Regions from separate parts of the Mus musculus genome. Here region 2 is linked to region 1. Evidence: chromatin contacts called from public promoter capture Hi-C data. All regions are on one chromosome and are shown on one strand. The core of a region is the stretch at or near the end of the contact, and the rest is flanking DNA. Distances in the headings are between cores, read along the strand shown. Region 1 overlaps Gli2 (GLI-Kruppel family member GLI2). Region 2 overlaps Inhbb (inhibin beta-B).

Region 1 (4,863 bases), core at 1,919-4,418:
CACAATGCTGCGGTAGCCCATCAGCCCGTGTAGGTCTGGCAGGCAGGTAACACAGTGCATCCTTGTTTGCTTGCCAATGTGGCTTCATAGTGTGGTCCAGTCCTGCTGGAAGGGGTACCAGGGAGAGACTGTGGCCCTCTGGGCATCAAGCCCCTGGAGAGAAAGGGGACCTGACAGTGGGGTAGGGGTGGGAGGTTGGGACCTAGGAAGAGTCTATCTTATAAAATGCTGCTATACTGTGTTGTATTCTCAGGATCTAACAGGGGAGACTGAGGCTGGTCCATTGTCAGAAGGAGCCTCAGTAGAACTCTGCTATCCAGTCCCAGACAGCTGGGACTCTGCCTGCCCAGCTTGAGAGAAAGACTCTGCCCCTCTGTTTTACAGATGGGGAAACTGAGACGTGGGCTTTGTCCAAATGCATGCTCCATCTCTGGTGTCCACAGTCACTGTCCTTCCTGTAATGGTGTCACTTGCTTGCCTGGGCTTCTGGGACTGTGGATAAGGTCCCTTGGTGTAGGGTTCTGGGTCTTAAAGTCCACGGTGTTAGTGGGACAGAAAGTCTGAATGATCAGGTAAAGAAGCCAAGACAGGAAGTGGAATCAGCCTGTGTTTCCAGAGAATAGATCGGAGTACAAGACAGTGGGGGCTGGGATGCTTTCTGGAGCTTGAGCCAGAAGTCCTACCTGCGCCTTTAGGAAGAAGGAAGCCTTTCTGATACTCATCTCAGGAAGGAGGCCTACCCATCATGCCCTTGGGGCCCAACCCCTGCCCAGCCAGTCAGTGAATTAGGGTTAATTACCACTTTTCCTAACACCAGCTCTCTAGCTCAGGGGCCTTGCAAATCCCGGAGCTTTTGTACTTGGAGAAAGAAATTCAAGGGGCTAGAAAAGGGGCAGGTGCATTGCCTTGGGGCTGCTTTTTGCATGATGTGGCTGTGACCTGCTGCAATGGGTCATTTTGTAACCTGTAGGTTTCTGGGAGAAGCTTGAGCCGAGGGGACCAGAAGCCAGACTGGCCAAGGCGGGCTGTAGAAGTGACACCCAAGGGAGTCACAGGTCTGCTTATGCTTCTGAAATGTCTGTCTTCTCCAGAGCCCTGCTTGCTCTGACACTTTCAGCCTCGGCACTGTGTGATTATTTCCAACCTGCTCACTATGCTGCATTGCTAAGCCCCCTTCTACTCCAGCAACGTTCATGGATAATAAAATCAAGTAGGGATGGGCATGCGTGCACAAAGCCCTAGGGTGGATCCCCAGCACCGCACAGTGCTGAGGCGTGGTGCTGCCCTTGGGAGGTGAAGGAAGGAGGATTAGAAGTTCAAGATCATCCTGGGTTGCATAGTGACTTCCAGGCCAGCCTGAGCTACATGCAGAGATGTCCTGCTGATAAGATGGCTCATTAGAGAAAAGCACTTGCCACCAAGGCTGATGATCTGAGTTCAATTCCTGGAGCCTATAATGGTCAGAGAGAACTGACCCCATAAGTTGTCCTCGGACTTCCACAGATGTGCATGTGTGTGCACATACATTAAATAAATGCATGAAAAAAATGTCTGCAATCAAGGCAGGGTAGGTTTTCACTAGCTCTTGCTTGAAATATGTGCCTATCTGATCTGTATGTGTTTTTGCACATGCGTTGTGGATGCATGAGTGCATGTGCGTGTAATTCCTTCTGACAACATATATGTGACAGGTGTATGCAGTAGCACTGTTTGTGTTAAATGAGACCATGAGTGCATGAACATGTATGTATGTATGGCTGTGTACTTGCACACACAGACACCTTCGTACACTAAGAGTGCAGCGTATGTTCCATTTGCTGTGCCCATGCATTCCCATGTGCTCATGTATGTAAGACGGGACAGGCATGCTGCCTGGCTGAGATCAGAAAGGATGCGAGTGTGCCAGGGCCTGTGGTAGGTGGCTATGTTGGCTGGGAGGCCAGCTCCTGCCTCCCTCCTGGAGGTTGATTTCACCCCAGGAAGTGCTTATGTGTGTGACTCACTCACAAAGGAGTTCAAAGCAGCCAGGTGGTGGTGGGTCTCCAGGAGTTCAGAGTTCCTCATTCTGAGTATCAGTGTATTCACGCCACTCCTGGAAGGCTCCTTACCCTGGCCTGTGCTGTGGACCCCGTAACACCTGCTGTGATTATCATTCACCGTCATGCTGAAATGATAGAAATAGAAAGTGTGGCTCACAAAAGACCCCACTTTCCATCAAGTGCAACGGCTGTACAGGCACCATGCTTATGATAGGGTAACACTTGGGCTTTCTCACTGCAGGCCAAGTGCAGGGTCGGAGGTAGGAAGCCACCATGCGCAGAGCTGGTATTCAGTGCCATGGAGGATGAGGGTCCCGAGTATCAAACTCAGGTCCTCGGGCTTCATGGCGAAGGCTTTCCCCACAGATTCACTCCCCCCCCCCCCCCCCCGGCTCTAGTGAAATATTTAGTCCATAAAGTCTTGTTTTAAGCGTTGCTTAGAAATTACTTGGAGACAAACAACAGGGAGCGATAGACACTTCCCTCGCCGTCCTGTGCATGCTCGCAGGACACAACTGTTGAAGAGCTTTCTCGTTCTGATCTGTATGAAACAGGATCTTTGCATATGCCCCAGGCTGACTGTGAATGCTTGGACCTCTTAACTTCCAAGCTTTGGTTCCATGCCTAGGTTTATAGACATGTTCTGCTAAGTCCTGAACTCATGAAGTGTCTTTAAAATGCGGAGAGCTGGGGAGATGGCTTAGTTGGCAAACTGCTTGCCACACAAATGTGAGGGTCTCGGTTTGGATTTGGTTTGCCTGAAACCAGGCAGGGGATCCCTGGCGCTTACACACCAACAGTCAGTTTATCCAAATCTATGAGCCCCAGGTTCACCAAGAGACCCTACTTCAAAGTCATCATCTTTATCAAACCATAGAGTGACTGAAGGGATCAATGTTGACATAGGGCCTCCACATGCTTTGCCCTCCCCCAATACCTGTGAATACACACCAACACATGCACAGTGCTTTCTTTGCACATTTTGTGGGTTCTCCAGCCATATGTCTGGATGAGAGGTCTCATGGAAAAGCCCCAGAGGGCCTGAGACCTGGGGAAAATCTCTAATGGAAAGGGGCTCCTCCCCAGGGCAGGCCCAGGCTCCCCTTGGTGTAGCAGATTCCTGTGGAATGTGCGGGCATTTCCAGAGCTGTAAAAGAAAGTGGGGTGTTGACTCTCCTCCCCTGGAGTGTCCTGGGGCTCTCAGACCCTTCTTTGAAGAAGCTTTTGTGTTGCCTGTGGGAATCAACCCACATAGACACTCACTCACCCAGCCAGTACCCATGAAGCCGTGCACAGACCCCTCCCTGCTGTCCCCAGGTGGTGGGGGATGGGGTCCGCACAAGGACGCAGGTACAGTGGTGACTGGCTGTCCCCAGGAGTGAATGTATCTGCTTGGGACCCAGGGTGCTTGGTGTTTACCCAGAAATTGAGCTAATCCCACTAATTCCTGTGAATTATGAAGACTCTTGGCTCTGTCTCCTGCCTTCCTCTCCTGTGGCAGAGGTAAGGGGGGAGGGGGAGCGTGGTGGCACTGACTTGCACAGTGGGGAGGGGTGCCCCCTGAATCCCTGGTGCTTCTGTGTGCAGCTGTTCCTTTTTACTCAGAATCTGCTGCCACAGCCTGAGTGCTGAGGCTCCTGACAATTTTGTGCTCAAGCCCTCAGGATGCTCTTCATTGGGTGGCTGTTCCCCCCAGGGCTTCTAAGTAACATGTCAGTAGACTACCAAACTGTTCACCTTGCTCTGCTGCCTCTGTGGGAAGTGGCCTCCGGCAGCTCATTCCCAGCAGAATCCTGAGGTCATCAGTGAATTGGGGGTTACCAGGTTGCTGCCACTTGTTAGGGTAGGACAGAGGGGGATGAGCTGCCACTGCCAAGTCAGTGCCTGGGAGTAAGGGAACAAAAGAGGTTCATTTCTCACTGCTCTCTTCTACCCCCTCCTCCCTACTCTTTAGACCTCCAGACCCTTGTCAACAGGAGCCTGGTCCTCCTGCCAGGAAGATAAGGGATGCACAGGGAGCCAGCCTCTCCCTCTGCTAGAGGCTTAAGTGGACCAGGACCCAGCAGGAGGAGCTCCAGATGATTCAGTGGTTTAAGAATGTTTGCTGCTCTGCTGTTCTTTCAAAGGAGTTCAGTTCCCAGCCACTGTGGCTATGTGGGCAGCCTGTAACTCCAGCTCCACGGGGTCTTACACCTCTGGCCTCTGAGGACACCTACACTCATTCTATGCAGACACCTGTGCATAAGCATAATTTAACATATTCAAAGTAAAGAGCTAAAAAGGACCCAGCAGGACACTAGAGGAGCTCTAGCCTGGGGAGAGGAGCAGGCCAGTTGCATTTGTTTGTTTATTGATAGGGTCTCTCTGTGTAGGGAGTATACCAATTACATCTATCTATCTGTCTGTCTGTCTGTCTGTCTGTCTGTCTATCTGTCATCTATCTGTCTGTCTATCTATCTACCTATCTAGAGACAGGGCCTCTCTGTGTAGTCGCCCTGGACCTTAACTATGTAGATTGTGGCCTCAGATTCACAGAGACCGCCCTGCCTCTGCCTCCCGAGGGTTGGGGTTAAAGACAGGTGCCACCATTCCAGATAATTCTACTGGTTAATCTTGATCAAAAACCCAGTGGGATTTAAAATCACCTAGGAGACAATGGGCATAGCTGTGAGAACATGCTGGTGTGGAGTGTCAGGTAGACTCATAATCTGGCAGATGTAGGGTTCCAACCGTGGACTGTCCAGAGCAGGGGACTTCCTGGGGAAGGTGGCATCTTAATGGGGTTTTTCAGGCAAAGGTGAAGTGTATTCTTGGAGAGGCACCA
Region 2 (5,249 bases), core at 2,014-4,513, 410 kb before region 1:
ACCCGAGGCCTGGGGCTCTCCCACACCCCCGCCGTCGCCCGCTGCGCCGCCCCCGCCCCCGCCACCCGGAGCTCCGGGTGGCTCGCAGGACACCTGTACGTCGTGCGGTGGCGGCGGCGGCGGCTTCCGGCGGCCGGAGGAGCTGGGCCGGGTGGACGGTGACTTCCTGGAGGCGGTGAAGAGACACATCTTGAGCCGCCTGCAGTTGCGGGGCCGGCCCAACATCACGCACGCTGTCCCCAAGGCCGCCATGGTCACGGCCCTGCGCAAGCTGCACGCCGGCAAGGTGCGCGAGGACGGCCGCGTGGAGATCCCGCACCTCGACGGCCACGCCAGCCCGGGCGCCGACGGCCAGGAGCGCGTCTCCGAGATCATCAGCTTTGCAGAGACAGGTGGGTTCGGCCACAGGGAAGCCAGAGGCGGCCGCGATCCCTCCCTTTTTCCTTCTCCTAGGAAGCCCTGCTGCCTTCACCGCCTCTGCAGCCCGCACGCCCCGAGGGCATTTAGGCTCCGGGCAGAGACGTTCTGCGGTGGCCTTGCGCGCTTCCCAGGGTGGCAGTCCTTTTCTATACTGCGCGCCCAGACTACAGATCCTTTGCGGCTTCCCTTTCCCTGCAGCAACTGGGAAGCACCCTGCCCTTCATCCTGGCTCACGGGAATTGGGCCCCAGCGCCTCTGGGCGCGCGTCCCCCTCCCGGCAGATGCGCGCAGCCCTGGCTCTGCGGGCACTTGCTTAGTGATTGCTTAATGTTTTTGTTTCCCACGATCCGAGTGTAGGCTTAGCAGTGTAGAGATGGAGATGTGTGTGCTTGTTGATATACGTGGGCAGGAGAGGAGAGGGAAAGGGAGAGAGAGAGGGAGAAAGAGAGGGAGAGAAAGAGGGAGAGAGAGAGAGGGAGAGGGAGAGAGAGAGGGAGAGAGAGAGAGAGAGAGAGAGAGAGAGAGAGAGAGAGAGAGAGAGAGAGAGAGGCTCCCGGGGCCGCTTGCGTCGCCCGGCGGCATGGGCTTGCCAGGATTGCTGAAGCATCGGTGGGGAGAGCTAGGCAACCTCCCTTCCGATTGTGTGGGCACCAGAGTCGGCGGAAGGCAGCTTCTCAACAGGTCCATCATTTACGCAAAGAAGCGGCTCAGGAACAGCCTCATGCCTTTAGGCTTGCCTGGCAGCAGCCGCAGCCCTCTCTGGTCCAGGGAAGAGGGGCAGAGTTTGTAGTTAACAAAGAGTGGGATTCCTTTCTGCAATGTCCTCCCAGGCCCCGTGTTGCAAAGCTCTGTCCACTATCTAAATATAAAATTCAGAGAAAAAGAAAAGAAAAAAATCTTTGGGAAGTTTAAAAAGGAGGAAAATTTCCCGGGCAGAAACGGTGTAAGTGTTTAGACATCGCTGTCCTTTTCAGGACTTGAATGAGCCAGGCTGGCTTTTGTGCTGGGAGCTCAGCCCCATTTGTGCAGAGGGGACTGCAGAGAAGGTCGCAGAGGGGGAAGCCCGATGTAGTCAGGGTGGGGGACAAGCAGGGAGCCTGGGAAGAGGAGGGGGGATCAGCTATGCTCCTGGCTGCGAATGCCCCTCTACTCTCCCAGGCATCGGGCAGACCCTGCCTGTGCTGCTGCTGGGGATAAAAAGGGATGAAAAGTTTTGCATGGCCGGGTGTGGAGAAAGGCAGAGACAATCAAGGCCGGTTTGTGCTTAGAAAGAAATACATTGCCATTTTAGCTGTCCGCCAGAGTCAGGGAAAGCTCGACATGCAATTAGAGGGCTTGGATTAAAAGGTGCATTGGGGCCCAGAAGGGAAACGTGACTCGGGAAGGTCAAGAGGCCTTTTGGTCCCGGTGGCACAAAATGACAGCGGGGGCTGTTATATTTCTGGTCCGATTCACGGAGCCAGCTCTTTAACTTATAAATAACAGATTCAGGTCACAGGCAGCTTGGCCAAGAGCAGCTTTTAAGGCTGCAGTTTCCCCCTTTTCAAAGTCAGACGTCAGTGTTATTAGAGGAGCCAGTGAGAGCTGAGGAAGGGGCTAGGGCGGGGCGGGGGGGGCTTGGTGGGAGGTGTGATAGCACCAGCCATGCCTGCTGAATAGGTAGAGACCGTCAGAGGGAAGGGCTGATGGAATGTACTGTGAGAAAGGGACATAATTTCTCATCTGGCAGAACTATTCTTCTGGCTGTACTGAATTATTGATATGACTTAACAACCCCACCAACACCTTTGAGATCTCCAGCTGCTGCCTTCTGGGAGTCAGGGTCTGGTCAAAGGATCGGACCTTGAGTTTTCAAGGCTGCCTATCCTGTCCCTTGGAACTCCTTAGAAACAGGGGCTGCTGCCCTTTGCAGCATGCAGGATGCAACACTTGTATGTCAGAAACTCAGAAACTCGGATACAGAGCTTGCCTGTTTGCAGTGGAGGTCCCACCGAGACTTGGGTCAGATCATGCTTAGGTAAACATTGGAAAGAGGCTGTAGGTGGCTCAGCTTGGTTTCGCAATGCTCCAAGTTAACCAGAAAGAAGACAACGAAGAAGAAAAAGCCCCATTTAAATAACCTACCCCCAAATCCTCCCTGCAATCTTAGTTTTGTTTTCAGAGACCCATAACAACGTGTTAAGATTTTGGCCTCCTGACAAGTTGAACTTTGAGGCCAGACAATCCGATCTCCAGGGAGCCCTGGCCTGGGAGAGGTGAGGCAGGATTTTTATAGGTCTGGACCTTCTGGCTCCACCCTAGACCTGTTTTCTCAATGGGAAGTGCTTCTTCTGCCTCTGGCAGGTCATGGCAGAAACCTGGGCCCCAGGAATGGTATTTCTGGTCAGTAACAATTTCCAGCTGTGGCGAATGTTCATTCCAACCTCACACAGCAGAGTCCATTCCCTATTGCCTTGTGTTCTCCAGGAATTAACTTGGCCTGTTCTTCCCCGTCTCCACAGATGGCCTCGCCTCCTCCCGGGTCCGCCTGTACTTCTTCGTCTCTAATGAAGGCAACCAGAACCTATTCGTGGTGCAGGCCAGCCTGTGGCTGTACCTGAAACTGCTCCCCTATGTCCTGGAGAAGGGCAGCAGGAGGAAGGTACGGGTCAAGGTGTACTTCCAAGAACAGGGTCACGGAGACAGGTGGAATGTGGTGGAGAAGAAGGTGGACCTGAAACGTAGCGGCTGGCATACCTTTCCCATCACAGAGGCCATCCAGGCCTTGTTTGAGCGAGGGGAGAGACGCCTTAACCTGGATGTGCAGTGTGACAGCTGCCAGGAGCTGGCCGTGGTGCCTGTGTTCGTGGACCCCGGTGAGGAGTCACACAGGCCCTTTGTAGTGGTGCAGGCCCGCCTGGGCGATAGCAGACATCGCATCCGCAAACGGGGCCTAGAGTGTGATGGGCGGACCAGCCTCTGTTGCAGGCAACAGTTCTTCATCGACTTTCGGCTCATCGGCTGGAACGACTGGATCATTGCGCCCACTGGCTACTACGGGAACTACTGTGAGGGCAGCTGCCCGGCCTATCTGGCCGGGGTCCCTGGCTCAGCTTCCTCCTTCCACACAGCCGTGGTGAACCAGTACCGCATGCGTGGCCTGAACCCTGGGCCCGTGAACTCTTGCTGCATCCCTACCAAGCTGAGCTCCATGTCCATGCTCTACTTTGATGACGAGTACAACATTGTCAAGCGGGATGTGCCCAACATGATCGTGGAGGAGTGTGGCTGCGCCTGACAGAGGCAACGGGGGCGGAGCACAGGCCCATGGGTCTTTGAGGGAGCAGGAGAGGCAGGTGGGCTGAGTGTGGTTGTTCCATTGGGCCGTGAAGAGTGCCAGGGTGAGGCCTGAAATAATGTTCTCCCGCTTTGTAGAAAACCAGTCAGGACCAGAGGGAGAATCCCTCTGTGGCACGAGAGACTCCTAACTGCACACATAGACACGCATAGCCAGACTCACGCAGTCTGCCACCCACACAGCAGCCTCTGGGATACCAGCAAACGGATGCGGTGACAAATGGCACCAATGCCTGTCAGTCTGAAAGAATGGGGTGAGCAGCCACCATTCCCACCAGCTGGCCGGGCACTCTGAATTGCGCCTTCTGAGCACACATAAAAGCACACAAAGACAGAGGACACAGAGAGAGTGAGCCAGAGAGCCACCAAGAGGAAAAGCAGGGTGGGAGCACAGGCGGGTGGAGGGCCATGTGTCCCTGACTTGTCCCAGGTTCTTCACCGAAGCGCCTGGCACAGTCCTGCCTGCTCACTGCCCGCCTGGCATCCTCCATGCTTTGAGGCCAGCAGAGCTGTGCCACCCCTGTTCTTGGAGAGGGCAAGTAGCCCAGGAGCGACTCACCTGTCACAGAGACCATGGAGCAGGGACAGTGACCCTTTGATGGTCTGTCACTTGCGTCCCCCATGTGACTTATATATGTGTGTATGTGTGTTTGTTTTCGGGGGTGTTGGGGGAGGGAGAGAAGAAGGGTCTTAATTTTATGCTTTAAATTCATCTCCAACAACTGACAGGTCACTGGTGCCAGTTGCAGAATTGAAAAGAGCCTATCAGCTATGGCCTTTGAAGCGGAAAGGCCAAACGATTCGAAGTGAGAAGGAAAGAAAAATGTTGCAATCGGTGCCCTTTGCTGGGGACTTCCTCCTGGTGTTATGCTTAGAGGGGAGGGCCACTGGCAAGGGGGAGAGACAGGGGAGGCAGTGGCAGAGTGAGGCTGTTCTGAGGAGCTGCTCAGCTGGGCTTGGAGAGAGAGGGAGAGCTTTTGGTTGCTTTGCAGAAGTTGTTCCCGAGGGTGAGCCCTGGCTTCAGGGTTGTCCGTGGACATGTCCCCTGCCCAGTTCACTTGCCCTCCCGCCTGCTCCACAATGCACTTGCGGTCCTGAGTGAATGCACACCACAATAGCACTTGCAGGTCTACGTGTGTCCAGAAGTGGCCCTGGGGCGAGAGCTTGACGTGGCTGTCCTCGTGGATGTCCAAGTGCCACGTGAACTATGCAATTTAAAGGGTTGACCCACACTAGGCGAAACTGGACTCGTACGACTCTTTTATATTTTTATACTTGAAATGAAATCTTTTGCTTCTTTTCTAAGCGAATGATTGCTTTCAATGTTTGCACTGATCTAGTTGCATGGTTAGTCAGAAACTGCCATTTGAAAAAAAAAGTTATTTTTATAGCTGCAGAAAAATGAATACAGTTAAATGTATTATACATAATTTTGGAACCAAAGAGGCCAGCGGATCAGTTTTAATTTTTATTAGATGGTGAGGCCATCTTCT

What was found. Promoter capture Hi-C pulls out the DNA fragments that hold promoters and counts their contacts.
Region 2: a promoter capture Hi-C map of embryonic stem cells shows a contact between it and region 1, with 2.2 times the contacts expected there. The contact joins two enhancer-like sites. A contact is called at or near these places in 1 of 39 promoter capture datasets (embryonic stem cells) and 1 of 9 other capture datasets (adipose tissue).

What each region holds. Positions count from the first base shown.
Region 1 is chr1:119,003,401-119,008,263 of GRCm38.p6, reverse strand. All of the region lies in intron 1 of Gli2 (GLI-Kruppel family member GLI2), which reads left to right. Among named protein-coding and RNA genes, the nearest start is that of Gm51642, 45 kb to the right of the region's middle. Within about 2 kb of position 3,168, at least 22 of the 459 cell types and tissues checked have an H3K27ac peak or open chromatin away from gene starts, as enhancers often do. A contact at or near this core is called in embryonic stem cells, where this site is marked.
Region 2 is chr1:119,415,770-119,421,018 of GRCm38.p6, reverse strand. It overlaps Inhbb (inhibin beta-B), which reads left to right. Exons shown (of 2, transcript NM_008381.4): 1 at 1-392; 2 at 2,922-5,249. The coding sequence ends at 3,697. Among named protein-coding and RNA genes, the nearest start is that of Inhbb, 3.9 kb to the left of the region's middle. Within about 2 kb of position 3,263, at least 3 of the 459 cell types and tissues checked have an H3K27ac peak or open chromatin away from gene starts, as enhancers often do. A contact at or near this core is called in embryonic stem cells, where this site is marked.